Linked DNA regions of Mus musculus: all the other regions are linked to region 7. The links are chromatin contacts, called in public Hi-C and HiChIP or PLAC-seq maps. All regions are on one chromosome and are shown on one strand. The core of a region is the stretch at or near the end of the contact, and the rest is flanking DNA. Distances in the headings are between cores, read along the strand shown. Region 1 overlaps Afap1 (actin filament associated protein 1). Region 2 overlaps Afap1 (actin filament associated protein 1). Region 3 has its middle 79 kb from the start of Gm52811. Region 4 overlaps Afap1 (actin filament associated protein 1). Region 5 holds the start of Man2b2 (mannosidase 2, alpha B2). Region 6 overlaps Afap1 (actin filament associated protein 1). Region 7 holds the start of Sorcs2 (sortilin-related VPS10 domain containing receptor 2).

What was found. Hi-C and Micro-C count contacts between places; a contact is called where the count stands out from the background. HiChIP or PLAC-seq counts read pairs in DNA pulled down with a chosen protein or histone mark.
Region 1: a contact with region 7 is called in a Hi-C map of embryonic stem cells, with 2.9 times the contacts expected there. The contact joins the enhancer-like site here to the promoter of Sorcs2 in region 7. A contact is called at or near these places in 5 of 39 promoter capture datasets (cranial neural crest, embryonic stem cells, hippocampal neurons and 2 more), 2 of 15 datasets of contacts at CTCF or cohesin (pro-B cells and stem cell-derived epiblast-like cells), 9 of 484 Hi-C or Micro-C datasets (the HL-1 cell line, cerebral cortex, embryonic stem cells and 4 more) and 12 of 115 datasets of contacts at active chromatin or transcription factors (astrocytes, cardiomyocytes, differentiating embryonic stem cells and 9 more).
Region 2: a contact with region 7 is called in an H3K27ac HiChIP or PLAC-seq map of epiblast stem cells, with 3 times the contacts expected there. The contact joins the enhancer-like site here to the promoter of Sorcs2 in region 7. A contact is called at or near these places in 3 of 39 promoter capture datasets (cranial neural crest, hippocampal neurons and liver) and 6 of 115 datasets of contacts at active chromatin or transcription factors (embryonic basal ganglia, embryonic forebrain, embryonic hindbrain and 3 more).
Region 3: an H3K27ac HiChIP or PLAC-seq map of regulatory T cells shows a contact between it and region 7, with 5 times the contacts expected there. The contact joins the enhancer-like site here to the promoter of Sorcs2 in region 7. A contact is called at or near these places in 17 of 39 promoter capture datasets (the 3T3-L1 cell line, 3T3-L1-derived adipocytes, the C10 cell line and 13 more), 1 of 15 datasets of contacts at CTCF or cohesin (embryonic stem cells), 5 of 484 Hi-C or Micro-C datasets (B cells, the C2C12 cell line, embryonic heart and 2 more), 15 of 115 datasets of contacts at active chromatin or transcription factors (craniofacial prominence, double positive thymocytes, embryonic basal ganglia and 11 more) and 1 of 9 other capture datasets (liver).
Region 4: a contact with region 7 is called in an H3K27ac HiChIP or PLAC-seq map of epiblast stem cells, with 3 times the contacts expected there. The contact joins the enhancer-like site here to the promoter of Sorcs2 in region 7. A contact is called at or near these places in 3 of 39 promoter capture datasets (cranial neural crest, hippocampal neurons and liver) and 6 of 115 datasets of contacts at active chromatin or transcription factors (cardiomyocytes, embryonic forebrain, embryonic hindbrain and 3 more).
Region 5: a contact with region 7 is called in an H3K4me3 HiChIP or PLAC-seq map of bone marrow-derived macrophages, with 7 times the contacts expected there. The contact joins the promoter of Man2b2 here to the promoter of Sorcs2 in region 7.
Region 6: an H3K4me3 HiChIP or PLAC-seq map of stem cell-derived neural progenitor cells shows a contact between it and region 7, with 17 read pairs. The contact joins the enhancer-like site here to the promoter of Sorcs2 in region 7. A contact is called at or near these places in 13 of 39 promoter capture datasets (the 3T3-L1 cell line, the C10 cell line, cranial neural crest and 8 more), 12 of 484 Hi-C or Micro-C datasets (CD4 T cells, the G1E-ER4 cell line, cumulus cells and 8 more) and 9 of 115 datasets of contacts at active chromatin or transcription factors (craniofacial prominence, embryonic basal ganglia, embryonic forebrain and 6 more).

The regions. Positions count from the first base shown.
Region 1 is chr5:35,899,858-35,902,735 of GRCm38.p6, forward strand. The region is part of intron 1 of Afap1 (actin filament associated protein 1); the gene reads left to right. Among named protein-coding and RNA genes, the nearest start is that of Afap1, 8.0 kb to the left of the region's middle. Within about 2 kb of position 1,539, at least 54 of the 459 cell types and tissues checked have an H3K27ac peak or open chromatin away from gene starts, as enhancers often do. A contact at or near this core is called in differentiating embryonic stem cells, embryonic stem cells, pro-B cells and 1 more, where this site is marked.
Region 2 is chr5:35,947,087-35,950,055 of GRCm38.p6, forward strand. Afap1 (actin filament associated protein 1) reads left to right here. Exons shown (of 17, transcript NM_027373.2): 5 at 949-1,160. Among named protein-coding and RNA genes, the nearest start is that of Afap1, 55 kb to the left of the region's middle. Within about 2 kb of position 1,420, at least 58 of the 459 cell types and tissues checked have an H3K27ac peak or open chromatin away from gene starts, as enhancers often do. A contact at or near this core is called in embryonic stem cells and epiblast stem cells, where this site is marked.
Region 3 is chr5:36,004,932-36,007,992 of GRCm38.p6, forward strand. No RefSeq gene overlaps it. Among named protein-coding and RNA genes, the nearest start is that of Gm52811, 79 kb to the right of the region's middle. Within about 2 kb of position 1,375, at least 36 of the 459 cell types and tissues checked have an H3K27ac peak or open chromatin away from gene starts, as enhancers often do. A contact at or near this core is called in double positive thymocytes and regulatory T cells, where this site is marked.
Region 4 is chr5:35,920,417-35,923,116 of GRCm38.p6, forward strand. The region is part of intron 1 of Afap1 (actin filament associated protein 1); the gene reads left to right. Among named protein-coding and RNA genes, the nearest start is that of Afap1, 28 kb to the left of the region's middle. Within about 2 kb of position 1,300, at least 115 of the 459 cell types and tissues checked have an H3K27ac peak or open chromatin away from gene starts, as enhancers often do. A contact at or near this core is called in epiblast stem cells, where this site is marked.
Region 5 is chr5:36,829,303-36,832,037 of GRCm38.p6, forward strand. It overlaps Man2b2 (mannosidase 2, alpha B2), which reads right to left and starts at 1,347. Exons shown (of 19, transcript NM_008550.2): 1 at 1,136-1,347; 2 at 326-472. The coding sequence starts at 1,273.
Region 6 is chr5:35,969,362-35,972,320 of GRCm38.p6, forward strand. The region is part of intron 9 of Afap1 (actin filament associated protein 1); the gene reads left to right. Among named protein-coding and RNA genes, the nearest start is that of Afap1, 78 kb to the left of the region's middle. Within about 2 kb of position 1,545, at least 67 of the 459 cell types and tissues checked have an H3K27ac peak or open chromatin away from gene starts, as enhancers often do. A contact at or near this core is called in forebrain, neural progenitor cells, pre-pro-B cells and 1 more, where this site is marked.
Region 7 is chr5:36,396,492-36,399,431 of GRCm38.p6, forward strand. Sorcs2 (sortilin-related VPS10 domain containing receptor 2) reads right to left here and starts at 1,648. Exons shown (of 27, transcript NM_030889.2): 1 at 1,075-1,648. The coding sequence starts at 1,554.

The sequences.
Region 1 (2,878 bases), core at 289-2,788, 500 kb before region 7:
GTGTGAGTATCTTTGCTCACACAGAAGACAACTTTCATGACTTCAAGAGCTGGTTTGCCCTTTCCGGACACTGAGCCTAGTCATAGAGAATCAAACCTAGGATGTCAGGATTTTGTGGCAAACCTTTTTACCTGAGAGGCAGAGGCAGGATGCCAGTGAGTTCTAGGCCAACCTGGGCCATATTGAGAGCTTGAGGCCAGGCTGCAGAGGGAGACCCTGTTTCAAAAACAAAGATGTATTGCTCTGACTTTCTGTGGAGGTTTACAGTACTGGAGACAGGTCAGCCTCAAGCAGCTGGTTTTGGAGCCTTGAAGTGGCCTGCTGAGAGTAGAGTTTTGCCAAGAAATCCTCTGAGATTCTGCTGGTGGAAGAAACACCCAGGTGGGGGAGTTTGGGACCTTGCCTTCTCAAGGCTTAGATGGAGGACCCCTTGTTTCTGGAATAGACTCAGCTGGAATGAGTCAGCTCAGCTGACAGTCACATTCTCAAGGGTCAGGACACCTACTGTTTCAAGGCAGACAGCCCCCATCCCTGTGTAGGAAAGGTTAGCTTTGCTCTGAAAGGAATTTTATGACGACCCAGAATCTGGGCTGGGGTGTAGCTCAGCAGCAGAGTGTTTGCCTAGGGTGCAGGATGCCCTGGGGTTCACCCTCACCTCTGTAAGGAAACACAAACAAACACAAACAAAACACCTAGAACCTTTCCTTTTAAGATAGGACCCACCCGGGCTGGGTGGACTTCGGAATGCCCTGATCTCCTGTGCGGATGCTTTGCGTGGGGGTGTGTTTTTCCTGGGAGAGGGATTTACAGCTTTCCCCATGTCTTCAAAGTGGCTGGGCTCCCTAAAGCTTAGGAATGCACACTCCGTACGGGTCTTCTTCTCGGTCAAGGCTCAGATTTTGTTTAAACATTAAATACCCATCTTAAACACAGTTACACAAGAGCACGGTTTTAGGAGTCAAAAGTTCTTCAGAGCTTGAAACAAAAACAGAGCAATCAACCCTGTCCTTCTCCATGCCAGCTCTGCTCCCAAGGGGCCAACACTTTGAAGGTTTTAGCTGAGAAGGCAGGGGTGGAGGGTGGGGGGATGGGGGGGTGTCGGGGGGAGGAAAGAGGAGGGGAGAGGGGAGGAGAAGTAGTGTGTGTGTGGGGGTGGGTGGGTGAAGAGGGGGAGGGGAGGAGAGAAGCAGGAAGTGGGAGCAGGGTGGGAGAGGGAGAACACTGAGAGAGTGGGACTGTGGAAGGGGTGGGGTTGGGGTCACCCACTCTGCCCCCAACTCCCAATGCCCATTTCTCTGCCCTCCAGCTTCCCAATAGTCTTGTGAGATAGTTCTACAGAGTAAGAAAGCACAGACTTGGTTCTAGTTTTGATTCTTGGTTTGGAATGCCTGAAGCATAGCCCTCTAAACACTGGAGGTGTTAGGAACATCTTCCCTCTGCACCATCACTTCACCCGAGAGAGCGAGAGATAGCATTGCATTTCGATAGCATTGCATTTCGATAGCATTGCGTAACAGCTAGATGCCTGGAGGCCTCAGGCTAGGGCCCCCCCCCCCCCCCCAGCCAGGAGCTCCGGGGGCAGGATGAGGGTGGAGAATCTCAGCTCCACCCCCAGCGGCTGGGGAGCATGGGGGCTAGAGGCTGAGCTAATCGGCAAAGGCCAGGGTTGTAAGCAGTCAGCCAGCCTCCATGATGGAACCTTCACAAGAGCTGGGAACAATGGGTTTACCAAGCTCACCTGCTGCTGTGGCTGTCTGGAGATAAGGGGAGGGAGGGGGCAGCTGTGCCCATGGCGCCCTTGAAGCTCCATGCCCTTTTGCAAAGATTCTCCCAACTTTTTCCTCTAGATCCTTGTATGAAGTTTTTATCATTGTTTTAAATTTCAAAAAATCCTTTATAGTTTTTGTAGGGAGGAGATATGTAGCACGCACACACACAAACACACGCACGCACGCACACTTGCTCATGAAGGCACACATCCTGTGTTCGAGGATTTCGTTAGATTTTTTTTTTCTTTCCATTTTTTATTAGGTATTTAGCTCATTTACATTTCCAATGCTATACCAAAAGTCCCCCATACCCACCCACCCCCACTCCCCTACCCGCCCACTCCCCCTTTTTGGCCCTGGCGTTCCCCTGTTCTGGGGCATATAAAGTTTGTGTGTGCAATGGGCCTCTCTTTCCAGTGATGGCCGACTAGGCCATCTTTTGATACATATGCAGCTAGAGTCAAGAGCTCCGGGGTACTGGTTAGTTCATAATGTTGATCCACCTATAGGGTTGCAGATCCCTTTAGCTCCTTGGGTACTTTCTCTAGCTCCTCCATTGGGAGCCCTGTGATCCATCCATTAGCTGACTGTGGGCATCCACTTCTGTGTTTGCTAGGCCCCGGCATAGTCTCACAAGAGACAGCTACATCTGGGTCCTTTCGATAAAATCTTGCTAGTGTATGCAATGGTGTCAGCGTTTGGATGCTGATTATGGGGTGGATCCCTGGATAAGGCAGTCTCTACATGGTCCATCCTTTCATCTCAGCTCCAAACTTTGTCTCTGTAACTCCTTCCAAGGGTGTTTTGTTCCCACTTCTTCGTTAGATTTTCTTAAACAGCTATGTTATTTTCTTTTTTCTTTTCTTTTTTTCTTTCTCTCTCTCTCTCTTTCTCTCTTTAAGATTTATTTATTTATTATATGTGAGTACACTGTAGCTGTCTTCAGACACTCCAGAAGAGGGCATCAGATTTCGTTATGGATAGTTGTGAACCACCATGTGGTTGCTGGGATTTGAACTCAGGACCTTTGGAAGAGCAGTCGGTGCTCTTAACCGCTGAGCCATCTCACCAGCCCCCAACGGCTATGTTATTTTCTAACTTGCATGTAA
Region 2 (2,969 bases), core at 170-2,669, 450 kb before region 7:
CACTCTCAGCTCAGAGGCTGGAATGCTGAAATTCTTGGGCCATGCTAGAGTTATCGTACCAGTGCTTTATCTTACAGATGGCCTGTCTTAGAGGTGTGCCTTCTGGACATGTCCTCACCCCCTCCCTTCTTCCCCCCTCTTTCCTCTTGTCCCTTTCTCTCACCACTCCCATTGGATTAGGACTCTACCTTATGGTCGTATTGGTAACAGATTTCATCTGAATCGTAATCCAAAAGCTCCATCAGATGCAGTCATGTTAGCCTAAAGACCTCACTCAGCATGAGAGTCTCAGGGAATCTTGAGCCCATGGTACTGGCCAGAGGGAGCCATAGCTTAATGCTAGACATGAACACACATTATCCCAGGAGAGAGGAGGGAGATGGGGCAGCTCGGGTGTGTACAGAGAGCCCAGAGGAAGAGGGAGCAGGCTATGTGTGGAGAAAGTGTAAGAACTGGGGTGTCCTTGAGTGAGATTTGTTCTGTTAGAGAGATGGGACCAGTCCTGCCCAGATCCAAGGCAAGCCAGTGGGAAGAGGTGGCCTCTGGTGGATCCCAAGTGTACTGAAGGGTCTGTGGGTGGTAGTGTCAACAAGAAGACTGGGGTGGGGGTGGATTTAATCAAGGCCAGATAAAGAGGAGCAGAGGACTCTTCACGGACATGGTTCCCGAGTGACCACCCAAGGCAGGGCACAGTTAATGCTGCCATTGGGGTGACATCATCCTGTTGATGTGAACGAATCTAGAGATTTAAAAAAAAATGAATCTCAATGTTTTAGTCGTTGCATTTGAAGCATTTTGATGTGTTCTCAGTGCCTGACTTGTGCAAGTTTTATCCCCAGTGCCAGGGCGGAAGCCCTTTCTCACTGAAGCCTACGGTGGCTGGAAATAAGGCCAGGTGAGGTGAGCTGGAGGGTCGGCCTCTCACCTCTACCCTTTTCTCCTCCACAGATTATGACTCTGATGCCATGAGCAGTTCCTATGAGTCATATGATGAAGAGGAAGAGGACGGGAAGGGGAAGAAAACTCGGCATCAGTGGCCGTCAGAGGAGGCCTCTATGGACCTGGTGAAAGACGCCAAGATCTGTGCCTTCCTGCTGCGCAAGAAACGCTTTGGCCAGTGGACCAAGCTGCTCTGCGTCATCAAAGACACCAAGCTGCTGGTGAGGAGCCCAGTGGGGCTGTGCCGCCATTGGCAGTCCGAAGTACAGGACCACAACTGGTACATGCAGACGCTACCACAGGGGAGGCAAGCGACGGCCCAGCCCAGCTCAGCCCAGCCCGCTGGCACCTCTTCAGGGAGGGCTCATGGTTCCCCCACACCCAAGTCCTTCCACCCCGCGGGGCCTGTGGCTTGTGTCAGTGGAAATGAGCAGTGTTGAGACTTGCCAGAAACTGCAAGATAGACTTTCTCATTTGTAGCGAGTCAGTAAATTCCTCCCAGCCAGGTCACAGCAGAGGCCGGAGCCTGTGGAGGCGCCTAGGGGAGGGCAGAGGGAAAGGACATTCTTTTGGAAAGTCAAAAGCTTTCCAAAAAGAAGGGTGGGTTTTTTTGTTTTGTTTTGTTTTGTTTTGGAGGCAAAACAGGAAGGTGGAGTACATCCAGAAGCAGGGCGTAGAAGATTCAGGACTCTGGCTACAGGTGCTGTCCCCTTGGGGGTTCCAAGGAGAGGAGCCTTGGAGGCGGCATTCCTGCCCCCAGTCCCCCCAGCTCCCAAGGCCACTTCCGGTAAAAACCAAGGCTGGTCACTGGGTCAGGAGTTTTACTGTCTGCTTTTTGCCTTTTGTCTTTCAAATTAACCTCAGGAAGCAATTGCTCAAAAGTGAGTCCTTAAAGGAGAAAATCTGGGTTTCTCCTTTCCCCACGTGATGGAGCAGATAACACTGTAAGAGAGACCATGGCCCCCAGTGAATTATGGGAGTCTTGCTCGCATTGGCTCTTAGATCACTGGATGTGCTTCTTCTTCTTCTTCTTCTTCTTCTTCTTCTTCTTCTTCTTCTTCTTCTTCTTCTTCTTCTTCTTCTTCTTCTTTTTTTTTTTGTTCAGCCTTTTTAAACGAAGTGCATATTTTTTCCACATGTGTGGCCTGAATTTCTTCCAAATATAGAATATGCCAAAAATGATGCCATTGGGGATTTTAAAGCATGAAAAATATTAACATAGCCCTTCTTTATAATCTGATGCAATCGCTGCAAGATGGTGATATGCTATATGCAGTGATTTAAAATGTACTCCACACTCATGAGAAAGAGCCGTTTTATTTCCAGTGCAGACAGCGGGAGGGCTGATGCAGAGTCAGCAGTTTGGGGCCCAGGTTCCTGGCCCCACACCCGTTGGTCCTCTTCCTCCTCTCTTGCTTTTCTCTGCAGTGAGAGCCCTCTCCCTGCTCTATGATGGTGAGAGCTTTCATAGCTTTCATAGAGCCTACCTTTAAATTGTTGAAGGAATAAATGGAAAATGAGGGAAAACATCATGTAAGACAAAATGCAAGGTGAAACTTGGCCTTTTATTTGATTTTGGCTTTGTTATGACAGAATCTTGCTAGATAGCTCAGGTTAGCCTCAAATTCACTATGTAGCCCAGGCTAGTCTTGAGCTCTGAATCCTTTCTCTTCCATCTCCTGAATGATGAGATTATGAGCAAGTACTACACACATTTGGCTTAAAGTAGTAGTAGTAGTAATTGTTGTTTTGTTTGTTTGTTTGTTGTTGTGCTGTGTGTATGTATGTATGTATGTGTGTGTATGTATGTATGTGTGTGTGTATGTATGTATATGTATGTATGTATGTATTTTTATGTATATGTGTGTATGCATTATCTTCCTTCATAATTAACCCATGATCAACTACTCAGATGAGAGAAAGCATACTTTTCTTTCCTGGAACACCTTGCCTGGCCTCCCCCTGTGGGTGTCACGCTACCTACTCTATTGACTCCATCTCTAGACCTTTTATTTCCATGCCCAGGCAAT
Region 3 (3,061 bases), core at 125-2,624, 390 kb before region 7:
AGCATTGGCCAAGTGTCACTGAGCCAGTTTTTAAGTGATGTCTTTGGTTTTGGAGTCCCGGTGGGCTGGATGAGAATGAGGGGTCTCCTCAGTGTCATTTAAAGCAGAGGATGACTGAGTGCTTGGCCACAGAGCCCCCTAGGGTACTTGTGCTGTGGCTTATAGTCTGTAACCCGCTGTCACAGAGCCTATTAGGTGCACAGCAGGAGCCTCCGCAGGAAACACTATTAGATGTCTGTGACTTGGGAAGTTTGTGACAGAGACATGGGTTTTATAAGGCTGTTTAAAAACACCTCTCTCCTCATGGGAAGGCAGTCAAGAGCTCAGGTGGGAGGCACATCTGGGATAGAGGCTCCATGGGAGGAGACAGGTATGCATTCCTCCTGAGCTGAAGGTGGGAGCCAGGCAGTACAGGAACATGGTGAATGCCCCAACAAGGACCCTTCGTAAGCACCAGGCAGAGCAGAGCAGCTGTTTCCTGCCTAGGGTGCAAGCCTCCCCTCTAGGAGTCTAGCTGGCCCACAGTGTGGCTCTCTTCAGGCCCACCTGTCTCTAGAAATGCCAAGTGACTGTTCTTGTGCAGACTGGCCAATCCAGAGCCTGTGCCCCCTGCTTCTAAGGGATGTTTGCCTCAGCGGTCTGCCAGATGTGATGCTGAGTGCTACACATAAGACATACTGCTGGTTGGATCTCTGAGGAGCAAAGTGGGGGTCTAATAAGACCAATATGCCCAATCCGTTTGCTGTATCTGGAATGATTGAAAAGGGAGATTAAGGGATCATGGAGGCACCTGAATGGCTGACAGCACAGCTCAGGGAAACCACTCCCAAATCTATACGCATGAGAGAGGCTTCTATCCCCTTTGCTACACAGCATAGGCTTGCCTTAGAATGTCACTGGGCCAAGCTCATATCACACCCCGTAGGGGACCTACAAAGCGGTGATGTCTAATGCCCAGCAGCCTTGAGATCACAGTCTGTCCCTCTAGTGGGCTTACAGAGTGCACAATTGGTTGCAGGTATGTCCACCTGAGATACATGGCTAGGGTGGGACAAGGACTGCTGACACACAGGGAGGGCAAAGAACTCACACAGCCTGGAAAACTGCAATTCATTATCATAGCCCACTGCCTGCATCCTAGAACTAAGGTTGGACCACTCCACCCGATGCTTGCTGCTGACCCTGCATGGTCCAGGCACACTGTACCATGACAACATCTCTGGTTGTCTCTTGTACCAGATGCGGGGACCCTTGGTAGTTCTTGTCTACGGGTGCGCTGGCCATCTTGTCTCTTATGTCTATATTTGGAGGCAGTACTCCTGCTTTATAGCTGACAGGCGGAGCAGAAGGCACCAAAACACACCAAAGGGCTTCCTGTGCTGGCCACGTGATCTGATCAAACCCTCTAGACCTCACGGGAAGAAGGCATGGAGTCTGGAGGTGCTGCAGCCTTTCAGTAGCCTGAGGACACACATACACCACTCTGTCAGCTCAGAACACCATAGTTAGGGTGGTCTCCACTCGGTTCTGTGATCCAAATCTGTAGAGGCCCTCCTCCCTTTGCCGACTTTCCTGCTTGCCCCACCCCCATGGCCATTTTTCTCTCTTCCCCAGATAATTTCCTGTCTTCTGCTTCCTCAGTATCCCCACCTCACTTCTGACTTTCCTAAGAATACAGCGTGCCCAGCACATCTGGCTGCGTTGCCCTGTCCTGGGAATGGGCCCAGCACATCTGCCTGTGTTGCCCTGTCCTGCAGATGGGTACCTTCTGCTCTGGGCTCCACCACACTTGATCTCCGTGGCCTCACTGTGGTGTGACTCACTCGTAAGCTGGCTGCTGTCCTGTCCCAGCCTACCCCTCTCCCCAGGAGCAGCACATGGGCCCATTAGGCACTGGTGGGGCTCCAGCATTTTATACTCCACTTCCACACTGTCTGTTCTCTTGAGCTTGACCGTGCCTGTCTCTTACTCAGCACCCTGACAGGCCCCAAACTAGGCACTCAGTGACATTTTTCTTCAGCCAGAAGTGAGTCCCAGTGGTTTTGTCTTCAGAGCACACTCTCACTGCAGCCACAAGGTCCTGGCTCCTTTCCTAGTTTCCCATCTTGACCTGAGGGCCTATGGGACCATGTCCCTCACCTGATCTAGTTCTTGCCCAGGGCTCTCTCTCCCTTCTCATCTCTTACCTCCCCTGGTCCCACCAATGTAAGGACCAACTCCTCCTGGTCCACTTTAAGATTGAGGCATATCTAGAGCCCAGAGCCCAGGAGGCAGCTGCAGGAACAGGAGGCGCTGGGCGCTGTCCTCCTTAGCTCCCAGCTGGTGCCTGCTTGCCTGGCTCTGCTCTCAGTTTATCCAAGGTTGGAAAGTCACAGGCAGCTATGGGATGGAGCAGAAACAAGGGAATCGTGGGATTCAGGAGGATTGGGAGTTTGGGGTAGGGATTATGTTAGATCACTGAAGTTTGTACCTCTCTGAAGAACTCGGCTAATGCATTCACAGGGGCAGGGAACTGTGATGAGAAACATAAAGACTACCATTTTTTTTTTTTCACTAAATCTGTGCACCAGCCACTCTAGCCCTTTCTCTAGGCTGACCCACAACTCTGTAAGGTCATAAAATTAACTGCGTCACCTTCACTACTCGGAGTCTCTGGTGCTCTTACTATGACGTGAGGACTTGTTTCCCATGCTGGTCCCTGCTGTGACCATGCCAGTCACCCGCTGTGGTCATGGGTGGTCTGAGCATTCTTAGATCTGGCTGGCACCGTGGCTAAGGGTCTCGCTCCACCGTGGAATGGCTTGCACATCTGCTTCAGGGCCACTGCCAGAACTGTCCTGTGAGCTGTGAGGTGCGCCATGTGCTGGAGTTGATGCGCAGCCAAGACTGACGCTGTCATTATGGCTGATTTGTCATTGCCCCGGTCATTGTCATGCTGGCAGGCACAGCTCAATACTGCCTCCTGAGCCCAATACTGCCAAAATCTGGGCAAGTCATTAGCAGAGCTGAACGTGTGGGCCACAGTGACACCAGCTGCAGGCTGCCAATGCGGCCATTAGCC
Region 4 (2,700 bases), core at 50-2,549, 480 kb before region 7:
CAGAAAGATTGCTCTTTTTTACAGCTAGTGAAGTGCATTGTTGATTATCTTGGAATCATGAAAATTTTACTTATTCTACCCCAAACTTTAGAAGTAGAACTGTCCAAAGATGGTCCTCTGTGTTCTTTTTAAAAACCTAGGTTTTCTTTTATTTTCTTTTTTTAAGTGTATAAGTCAGTTGAGATCTTCTTTATGAGTGAGTAGTTTGTAAGTCTAAAAAGTGTGTGTGTGTGTGTGTGTGTGTGTGTGTGTGTGTGTGTAAGCCAGAAGGAACATCAGATGCCCTGGAACTACAGTTACAGGCAGTTATGAGTCACCTGGTCTTGGATGCTGGGAACCAAACTTGGGCCCCTTTGCCAGAGCAGAAGGTGCTCTTAAGCCCTGAGCCAAGTAGTTTTTGACAGAATGAGAGGGTGGTTGAGAAGGTGGTTTCCCTTGCAGCATCTCCAGGATGCTGGGACAAGAGAGGCCAGAGAAGGATGGTACTGGCAGGATTCTGAGCTCTGGACCTTAGTGTCTCTGTTTAATGTTGAGAGTTCAGAATTTGTGTCTTTAAAGGTGGAACCTCTTTTCACCAAAGTGCTTGGGGCCAGAGTACCTCAGAATGTAGTGGTTTTGTTTTGGGTTTTGAAGTGTGTGGATGTCACTGGTCAAACATTCCTAATCCAGAACTCCACAGTGGAGCTGCACAAAGTTAGAAAGTTTAGGATCCGGGAACATTTCAGGCTTCGGAGTTCCAGCCTTTATTTTTTTTTCAGCCATGTCTAGGGAAATGACAGAACTTGAAGGAACGTTCTTGCTCACCCAGTCTAGCCATCCAGGGTCTCGTGGAGGCATGCTGCCTACCTGGGGTGAATCGGCTCTCACAGCCCCCGCCTGAGTCTTTCCTGGCTGACATTATCTTCTTGGTCCTTTCCCACTCCTTCCCGCACACCCATGTGGCATCAGGGTGGGTGACTCCAGAAGGAGCTTTCTACAGTTCTGGGACTGGGGTGACAGAGAGAGGCATTGCCTGTGCTTGTACAAATGAGAGCTGAAAATAATGTCTCCAGCCATGACCTAGCCAGAGTATTCTGGTGGAAAGTACAGACACATGACACCCCCAGTTTGAATCAACAGGAATTTGGAGAAGTTGGGGTGCAGAGGCCTCTTAGCTTTATCAAGTTTTACTTTGCACCCTGTTGGGCACACTCTACATGCATCCTTCCTAGTCAGTCAGTAGCTTGTGAGCAGGCTTCCAGCACTCTTCTCAGCAGTGGGCCTCAAACTGCATTCCTCTCAGAAACTATTCTTGGTATAAAGAGAATACTTTCGCTATCAAGGGGGAGGGCACTGCTAAGGTCTGGGATGGACTCCCAGCTATGGAGCCTGACTGCAGCAAGGCTTCACTCAGGCAAAGCGGTTGACCAATGATAGCAGAGCTGGGAGCCGAGACTCCTCAGGGGCGCTGCTGGTGGTTTTGGCTTTTGAGCCAAGCTACCTGGCAGAGTCTTTTTCTCTGCCCGGGCCTCATGATTCTCCTGGCTGCTGTGCCCTGCGCCCCTGCCGTCCACTCCTGTGCTTCAGTGGATCCTTGCATTAGCTGGGACGGAGACCACAGCTCCTGGCTTTCCTGGGTTTTTAGATGTTCTTAGGGGTTGGGCTCTGGGCCCTGTTGGCTGAAGGTCTTGTTTCAGAAGGCATCTGTGTGAGGCATGCATACTTGTATGAGGTGCACACTGAGTGCCGGTTAGGCTGGTGTGGATAGGGTCAAGTCAAGGGGCCAGTGGCAGTTGGTGACAGCTGTCTTCCGCATGTGGAGACTGCCTCTGCACTGCAGCCCTTACCACTCCCTCCTCCGCAGCCTGGTCCCTTTCCCTCCCATCTGCACATTCCGTCTTTCTTTGGTGTCCTTGGCCATTTTGACATTCAGTTTCGGGCCCTGAAAAAGAATGGACAGTTTAGACAGGAGAAGACCATAAACGATTTTCTGTGGTGGTGGGCTGGACGGGTGCATTCTGGACACGTGACTGAGTTATCGCCTGCTTCTCTCAGATCGCAGGTTTTCAGGGTTTAGTGATAATTGGAATCACTAAGAATGTTATTCTTGCAGGATTTCTTCAGTGCCACTTTAGTTGACACAGCTAAGCTCCCAGCCGAATAGATGCGTGGGGCTGTGGCTGTTGTCTGGTCGAAGGGAGGTGTGTGAGTGTGAAGATCATTCCAACCACTGAGGATGAAAACATATCTGGGTTTTTTTTTGCCATGTTCATTATTAATCATGGAGGTGATGATGAGCTCTGGAACCTGGCTCTCCCAAGCCTATGCCTGTGCCGTTTGTTTACCTTTGAGATTCCAGCCTCTCCTATGGCCACTACCAATCAATCAGCTGGCGTCTTAGGTAGGTTGAAACCTGTTGAACTTCTTGTCTCACCCTCCCCACTACTCACTCCTTCCTGGTACTCAGGATGCTAGGCCCAGTTACCTGCTCCTTAGCTTACCTTCTGCTCTCTGCTCTTAGATCCTGTGGGGTTCTAGACAGATAAGCAGAAGCTGCAACATACTTCTCTGGGGGTGCAGAAGGAGCAGAGACTCATGAGTTCTCAGGCCATTGATAAAGATGACGTCTTGGGCTCCGGGATGAAGGCCTTTGTGATATCTGCCCGTCTTGGAGAAAGACAACTTCTGGTCCCATCCTGTTACCAACAGGAACATTTCAGG
Region 5 (2,735 bases), core at 97-2,596, 430 kb after region 7:
AGTGTGTGCAGATAGGGGAGGGGACAAAGTTCACCTGGGTGTTGATTAAGCACCAATTCCTGTTGCCTTTTGGGAGAAATGCTAGCCTAGCTTAGGGGTATGTCCGGTCCCCTACCAAGAACAGACAGAAAGATGACGTCACCCTGTCTATGGGCAGTGGCCCTGACCACAAGCCTAGTTTTTGTTGTTGTTGTTGTTTTGTCTTTACAGCTAGCATGTTCCTGAGCACATCTGGAACTCCCTATCTAGTCTCCTCCTGGAACTTTCCTCTCACACTTCGGATACCTTAGGGACCCATGTCCTGACACTCCTGTCCCCACCTTACCTGCTGTTTCTGCTGCTCAGAGGCCACACCGTCCCACCACAGCCGGAAGAACTCCTGCTCCACGGCGATGAAGCGCCGCTGCCCTCCGCGGACCAGTTCCGCCACCACGGTAGTGTAGACATTGGCTGCATAGGCTCTCATGCTTTCCTGGGGAGGCAGAAGCCATCACAACAGCCCCAAGGGTGGTGATGAGTCCAAAGGACCAAAGAGAAGTACAAGAGACCAAGTACCCTGGTGCCTAACACCTCCAGTGTACTCAGACCTAGGGGTATGTGGCAGGAATCACCACTTTCTCTTTATAGACAAGGAACCTGAGCCAGTGGACAGAAAGCCTCTCCCTGCCCGCTCTGTCCAAGGTCTTGAACAGAAAGAACCTCGAGGTTACAGGCCCCATACCAAGCTTATCTGGCTGGGTAGGAGTGTGAAGAGGAAGCTGAACTGGCTAGCCCTCATGTCAGCACCACAGAGGGCCAGCCCAGTTGCCTGTAGTCAGCTGACATCCACCTGCTTGGAAACCTACCCCACCCAAGGTACTCCAGGCTTATTCCTGAGACTGGCTACCTGTCAATCCACACTTTGGGGACACACTCCTCTGCCTTAACTTTTGCAGGGACCGTCTAATAAGATAGATGCCATCAGGACTCCGAGGCAGGAAGTGGCCAGCCCGAGGCTGAGGCTCAGACTGCAGGGGATCAGGCTGGGGGGTGGGGTGGGGTGCTGCAGCCCAGGTCGCCTCTCTTCCCGGCTGGGTCGGGTGCACTCCGCAGGAGGCAGTTACTGTGCAAGGAGCTCAGGAACGCTCCAACTTACCTGGACCGTGAAGACCCAGCCCACGTCCATGTGACTGTGGGGCACCACGAAGGCCCGGATCGGGCCGGCGGGCTGAGCTGCCCGCGGCCACAACAGCAACAGCTGGCCGAGTAGCGGCAGCCAGCGCAGCGGCCCCATTGCTGGGCAGTGGGACGCTGCCAGGGCAGCGGGTCCTGGGTAGAGCGGTCCACTTCCGGGTCCGGGACCCGCGGCGCCGCCTGTCGGCAGGAATGCGCGAGCGCTGCCAGCCACGGGCAGGGCACGAGCTTTGTGTGGTACGGCGCCCCTTGTCGGCTAGAGTGTGTATTGCAGCTTTCGTCCCTATATGGTGGTCTTGCAGCTCAAGGCCACTACCTCCAGACTTGGAGACCGCTGTTGTCTACACAGAGGGAAACCTTCCAGGATAACACGCTCTCCGACGCAGACCTCTAGCCTCAGGGTGGCTTGACTTGAAATTTTTTAGTTCATTTTAAGGAAGCGAAACTGGCTTTTTACAGACACAGCGACGAAAGGGTCAGGGTTGGTAGGTTCAGAATCAAATCTGGGGTCTTGGATGGTGAGCTGGGGCAGATGTTTAATCTCTTTGATCCCCATAAAATGGGATGTGATAATAGAGGAGGCATGAGTTGCTAGGGACATGGGATCTAAATGAATGAAGTCCCCATCTCTCAGCCAATTAAAACTGGTGACTTTACAATTGGTAAGAGAGCAGTTCCCTGAATCACCTCTGTAGCTCCTCCGTGGCCAGCAGGTGGTCTATAGTTTGGGGTTTTCTGGGCTGTGGTGGGGCCAGAGGTGTGACTCTGACTAGCCTGTTTTGTCACTTGCCCTTCAGCAAATGCGACCAAAACCCAAGCTGTTCTTTGAGCAAGCTCAGATCCCTCTCTATCCTGTCCACGGACCTGAGACCTCTAGATTCCACAAGAGGTCAGACCTTTCCATGAAGAAGTGGGCAGCCATTTACCAACTTGTGCGGCCACCGCTTTAGGACTCAGGTGGACTACATTTCCCAGCCTCCTTTGCATGACAAATGTTAGCCAATGGGATGTGGACCACCACAAGGGTTCTATGGATGGGACCTGGGTCCACTAGAAGAGCAACCAGCGCTGTCAACTGCTATGCCATCTCTCCAGCCCAATCATAGCTTCTTAAATTATGTGTGTTGTGACCACATATGTGGGGCTGCAAAAATTTTGGCAACGGTAAAGTTTTCGAATGTCTAGTAACACACTCAAACCTAAAGAATCGGAGGTATTTCTGGCGGTGCTCACTCATGGTACTTCAGATGATGTCACTGCCACCTTGGATCTGAACACATGGCACTAGCGCTTTGCACTGTGAAGGCTGACACTCTATGCAGCAAACACCACCCAGAACATTTTGGTTCAGATATGCTGTGAATTGCGTTGTTTTTCAGCAAATAGACAACATCTATGCTGTTACAGAAACAATGGTTTACTCTCAAAAACAAATATTTAATATTTTCCTTCCATAATTTCTCAACATATGAGCATCACATTAGTGTATGTTTGGATTGTCGTAAGCTAGAATGTTGTACCGTGTTTTATTTTTTGTGTGGTGTATGTACATGCTGTGTGCA
Region 6 (2,959 bases), core at 295-2,794, 430 kb before region 7:
GGGGAACTGAGTAGCTCTTTCAAGGAGGAAAACTTCATAAATGCAAAGGAATGTTCGCCTTTCGATTTTGATTTGTTTATAGTACTAGAGATGCTCTAGGCTAGTGTCCTACCTCCAGGCCCTTTCCTTCCTTAAAAATATCAAGAATGGAGCCTGGTATGGGGGGTACATGCCTGTAATCCTAGTACCAAGAATGGAACCTGGTATGAGGGTACATGCCTGTAATCCTAGTACCAAGGGGGCAGAAGCATAGAGGGTTATTGCCAATAAGGCCAGCCTGGGCTATTCTGGGCTAGACTGGACTAGTCTGGGCTATCCTGGGCTATGTACTGAGTACTAACCAGCCACAGCAACATAGTAAGACCCTATACCAGAACAAAACAAGACCAGGAATACGCCCTTGTAGATTACTATTCAGAGCCTGCTTCCCATCAGTGTGAACACACGCTTCCTTCAGAGTCATTCTGTTTACAGTCCCCTCTTTCCTACTGATTCCCCTCCTTGGGTTCCGAGTCAGGAAAGAATAATAGCATCCATAGGTACCAGGAGCTACGTGCACCCCAGATCCCTGGACTATTTATCATCAAGTAGTTGCTGGGAACAGGACAGACTCAGGTCAGCTGGTAATGAAGGTCTCCATGTCATATTCCTTTCTATGAGGAGAGAACTTGGCTGGAGTGCAGACAGCTGGACAAAGCTGTGACCGAGTTGGGAGAGGCTGGGGACACTGCCACACTGCTCCTGGCCAACCTCTCCATCTTCCTGGAGCTCTTGGGGACATAGTCTTTCTTCCTGCCTTTGTCATCAGCCCTTGAGATGACAGCAGTCTGGAGTTAAGGAGAGTTTAGCTTCTGCTTTTTTTTTCAACTGATCTAGGTTAGAGATAATAAGAAATTATTGTTTTTGAGACACGGTCTCACCATATACACCAGGCAGGTCTTGAACTCACAGAGATCTGCCTGCTGCATCTGTCTCCTGAGCGCCGGGATTCAAGACTAGAGGTAGAAATGCTTTAAGGAGGAATGGTTGTGTATTAATTAACATGGCAAGGCAGGTCAGAGGTCACAGTCTGGGCCCTCCTCTTGCAGAGGAGAATGGCGTGCCTCAGAGAAGTCATGAGTCTCGGGCCTCAGCAGAATTGGTGGCCCCTGCCCTCACAAGCGGGTGACTCCACTCCTCAATACTCTCTGACTCCCTGTAAGTCATGGCACTTCCTTATCAGAAGAGCACAGCGTTGCAGGCCTGCCCACAGATGCCCACAGCATTACTGTCTCCATGCTAGTCAGTTTCTTGAGAGCTTGGGTGATCCTGAGAGCAGGGGCCTGAGACTTTGCTGGTCACAGCTCTGGCTTCTGCCGAGACAATGGCCTCTGTCCGCACAACTCTAAAATGGACACGCAGCTCTCTGCCAGACCAGAGGTAAGGGTACGTGTCTCTAGGGGAACAGGGAACAATGGCCATTTTCAGCCTTTCAGAGCAGCTGCAGGGCTCTCAGCAGAGGAAGGGAGCTGGACTGGGGCCCGGGGGGACTGACCCTGCCAAGCTGAGCCCCTGCAGCTGCTGGGAGACAGTGCTAAGCTGATGGGGCCAGAAGGGCAGAGCAGCTGAGCAGGCAGAAAAGGGTCCCGGGAATTACTGAGCTGAGCTTGGTGCACACCTGTGCACTGCAGTCTGGTTAAGCTAGACGGGGTGCTGTGGTTTCCTGGGGTGCTCTTGCAGGGCTTTCGTGGGTGGGGAGCAGAGCTGCAGAGGTAGCTGGGTGGCCCTAGGTGCCATCTTCATCCCTTGAGAGGCCTTTGAGGGATGCATTAGTGTTGGTCTGGGCAGCTTGTTTGCAGCCCTCCGGGTAATGTACCCAAGAGACACACCAAGACTCCAAACCCAAGATGATTTTTTTTTCCTGGCCTTCCATGGTCTGACAAAGTCCCAGGGTTCTTGTTATTCTATAAGCAAAGCCGTGAGACCTGGAAATGTACCCTCCCTCCAGCCCTCCTCCTGTCTGTCTACCCTCTCTCTGCCCCACACAGGTGCCTTATACTAGTCACATCATCCTAGGTACAAGCACAAAGGCCTCCTCTTGCTGTCCACCTGGGAGCTCAGACTGGTCCAAGCCTCATTGCATTGCTAGATTATGACACTGCTCTGCAGTGTCACCATCACTCAGCGCAGGGCCCAGAAGATGCTGGCAAGGCCACTCATTGCTTTGGGGATTCGGGCTGCTTGTCTGGGATGTGGGTTCCAACGGTTCCTTGGTTTCTGTGAACATGGGAGGTGAACTGGGCAGGGGCTAAGGGTCTGTGTTACCACCACTGTCTATTCTTTACCTGCTGTGCTTTAAAGTCAACGAAACACATCTGCACACTCAGCCCTGCCCAGGCTCGGGTGAAAAAGGTAGACTCTGAGGCCTGTAGAGTTAACTTTAGAATTCAAACGAGACCTTGTTTAATCTTGCCTTTCTTTCTGTAGAATTTGGAGTGGAAAGAATCTCAAAATATTAAACTGAAATTACCCAGTTTTAAAGATATATTAGCACATTACTATAATATAAGTGGGGTTATAAAAATAGAAAAAGAATAAAAACCAGTGGAAAAATCAAACAACAAATCCCTCATCTAATTGTTCCCCAGAAGCCTCCAAGCCCGTCCACATCCAGGTCTTAAGGTCCTGGCTGCACTCTGCCGCCCTCTGGTGGCAGATGTCTGCTTTAGCTGGAAGATCTGGCAGATCCCCGCCTGACCTTATTCACCTCTGTGTTCCCTCCCCAAGAAAATGAAAACTTGGGAATCACTTCTTGAGAAAGTGAGGTGCCATGGGGGCCTGTTGACAAACACAGCTGTGAACATGTCTGAGTTTCCTGCTTCTCTCTCTCTCTGAAACTTAAATCCCAAGAATGTATTAAAATATGGTAATGTCCCATGAAGTCATGCTTTAACTTAAGGGAGGACCTGTCTCATGCAAT
Region 7 (2,940 bases), core at 398-2,897:
ATTATGTCCACCTGATAACCCAAAGAGAAGACCCGCTCACTCCACTTCCCAGTGCATGCAGGGACTCTGGCCCTATGCAGTCTCCTAAAAAACTTGGAAGACAAGGAAAAGAGGTGGAGTCACCTCCTGAGGGGTGGGGTGGGGGAGGAGTGGAGAGTCTGTGTGGACTGTGGTACAGGCAGTGAGGAGGGATTCCTGGCTCTCTCTCTTCATGAAAACACACTTCCCTGGAGAGCAAAGGCTTGCAAACCTGGAGTGCACACACCTGAGATTCCCCAGAGGGGACAGAGTGACTCTGACCTTTAACAAGGAAAAACAAACCCCTTGAGGTGCACTACCAAAAAAAGGAACGGGGAGTGGCTGGATCCTAAATCTGGAAGAGCAGGAGCGGGATGGACGCTGGAGCTCTCCGGGCAGAGGGAGAGGCATGGGAGAAAGGGAGGGAGGGAGTTGGCGCACTGCTCTAAAGACCACAGAACGTTAAATACTATTAAACACCCCATGGTCCACTCGGACCAAAGACAGCTGTGGGGCACACTAGGAGGAGCAATCCTAGAATTAAGAACCTTCGAACAGGACATGGAACTGTCAGGGATATCATGGACCCTGAGGTCAGCATAAATGAAGTAGTAAGGACGCCAGAGGTGGCAATTCCAGAGGTGTTCTCTGGAGCTGCTGAGTGCAGTGCAGTGTGTGGGCGACCCACCCACTGTCCACGCGGCGCAGAGCTGGGTAGCCCTCAAGGACCTGGAGTTGTCCCATGCTGCCCAGATCCTGACGACTCTAGGGACCTTCCCTGTAGCCCAGATCTAGAGGCTAGGGGTGTTTCTGGTCTCCAGATCTTCGGAAAAACCTTCTGAGCGAGACAGAATCTCACAAATTCGAGGACCCTTCCAAAAGTAACCCATAACCAGAAGCCAGTAGGGGCGCCGCCGAGGTGACCCGCGTCCCCCAAGTAGCCAAGAATGCCCAGCAGAGTGACCGCGGGTGGTCCGGAAGTAGGGGGCTGTGGTGGTCTCCCTGGGTATCCCGAGGTGTCCGGGCAGGGCCGGGGTGAGTGCGGAGGTCACTTACGCTGCTGTTCTCTCCTGTCCAGTGTACCATCGCCTGGTTGTGCGTCGCGTCTCCCTTGAGCACGAACGACGTGCTGATGAGCGAGACCTGTGCGCGCGAAGCCGAAGCCGCACCGGCCACCGGCACCGCCCGAGCCCTGCGCCCCTTGCCCGGAGCTGGGGCGCCATCGGTGCTGGGACCCGAAGCAGAACCCGGACCGAGACCCGGGACGCTGGGTTCTGATTCTCGTGCCTGTGGATCTTTGCGATCGCCGGACTCCGTGCGTCCCGCGGGCAGCAGCCTAGTGATCTGCACACCGGGACCCTGGCGCCCGGGCTGGGGGGAGCGCCCCATCGCTCCGCAGGCAGCCACCAGCACCAGCAGCAGCAGCAGCAGCGGCCACGAACGTGGCCAGCACGGCGGCAGCAGAGCCTGAAAGCTCCGGTCCGGCGCAGTAGGGCCAGGACGCTTCGGGGCGCTCGGGGGTCCCCGGTGCGCCATGGTCGCTGGTAGGTAACGGCGGGGCGGTGCGGACGACACCGCGGCCGGGAGAGCGGGAGGGCGCTGGGAGCTTGAGCAAGAGCGCAGAGAAAGGAGCCGGGAGGGAGGGAGCGCGGGAGGAGGGGACTCAACGCCGCCACGCAGCCAAGGGAGCACCGCCACCTGCCGGCCGCGCGCAAGCCACCGCAGCTCTGGGCTGGGCCAGGCCGGGCCAGGATGTCCTGAGTGCAGTCACACCTCCAAGACCCCTTCCTTCTTTCCTTCCTTCCTTCCTTCCTTCCTTCCTTCCTTCCTTCCTTCCTTCCTTCCTTCCTTCCTTCCTTCCTTCCTTCCTTCCCAGTGACTCCTAACTTTATCCTCGCTCCTCTTCTCCCACCCACTTTTCATCCTCCCTGACTTTCTCGAGGCGTCTACACTTGACCAGCCGGAGTTCCAGGCACTTGGGGCACAACAGGGTGCAACAAAGGGAAACAGGCCACACCCAAGTAGCCCGCTTAGAGGCCAAACAACTCCAGAGTAGCCGTTCTGCGGAGGTGGGGAGGGCGCCTCCTCCGGGCGCTGCTGGAGAGAGTCAAGGGGACGCCTGCGAATCATGAAAACCTGAAAGATGTTCCAGGCAGCTGAGGATAGTGCAGGAACCTTGGGGTGTCGCCCAAAACCAATTTAGTCCCTCAGACTCTGGCTTTATCTCCCACCTCCAGGGGGAGCCCCTGAACATATTACACCTGAGTAGCGGTAGCAAGGAGAGAAGAACAGAGAGGCAAGGTCCCAGCCAGAAGGTGTAGGCCAGCACAGAACATGAGGAAACTAGCCCCAGAGCTCACCAAGTCTTTAATTCAATGTCAATAAAAGCAGCCATTATTACCAGCCCCTCTGCCATCCAGAACACAAAGCAGGTGCCTGCCCAAATAAGGCCAAGAGTGCAGTTGAGCTTTGTCCCCTCGGCATCCTCTCAGGAGCAGGGTCTAGGAGACAGGGAGACTTGGAGACCAACACTGAAAGGCCCCGCTGCCTGCTGGGTCTCTTCACTCCAGGGAACAGAGTAGAGCAAAGAACAAAGTATCCAGCAACAACAGCTGAACTTGCTCCCAAGGTTGAACTCCAGTGCCCCCTCCAGGAATTTCTGTTCAGCACAAGTCATTTTGCCAGGGCTCCGCTGTGCCAAGCACTGAGCAGGACTAGAGCGCCTGCCCCTGCCCCGTGTCCAAGAAGGCCTCCTCCTGTGGAATGTGCCCAGGCTGCACCCTGATGTAAACTTCCAACCCAAAAAATTCAGGAGCTGAAGTCCAAAGCCAGGCAAGGGCGCACAGCTGTGGCGACATTTGGTCTAGCAAAGAAAGGGCAGCGAAGCCTGTCAGTGTGGGGCTGAAGGGGGTGGGGAAGGAG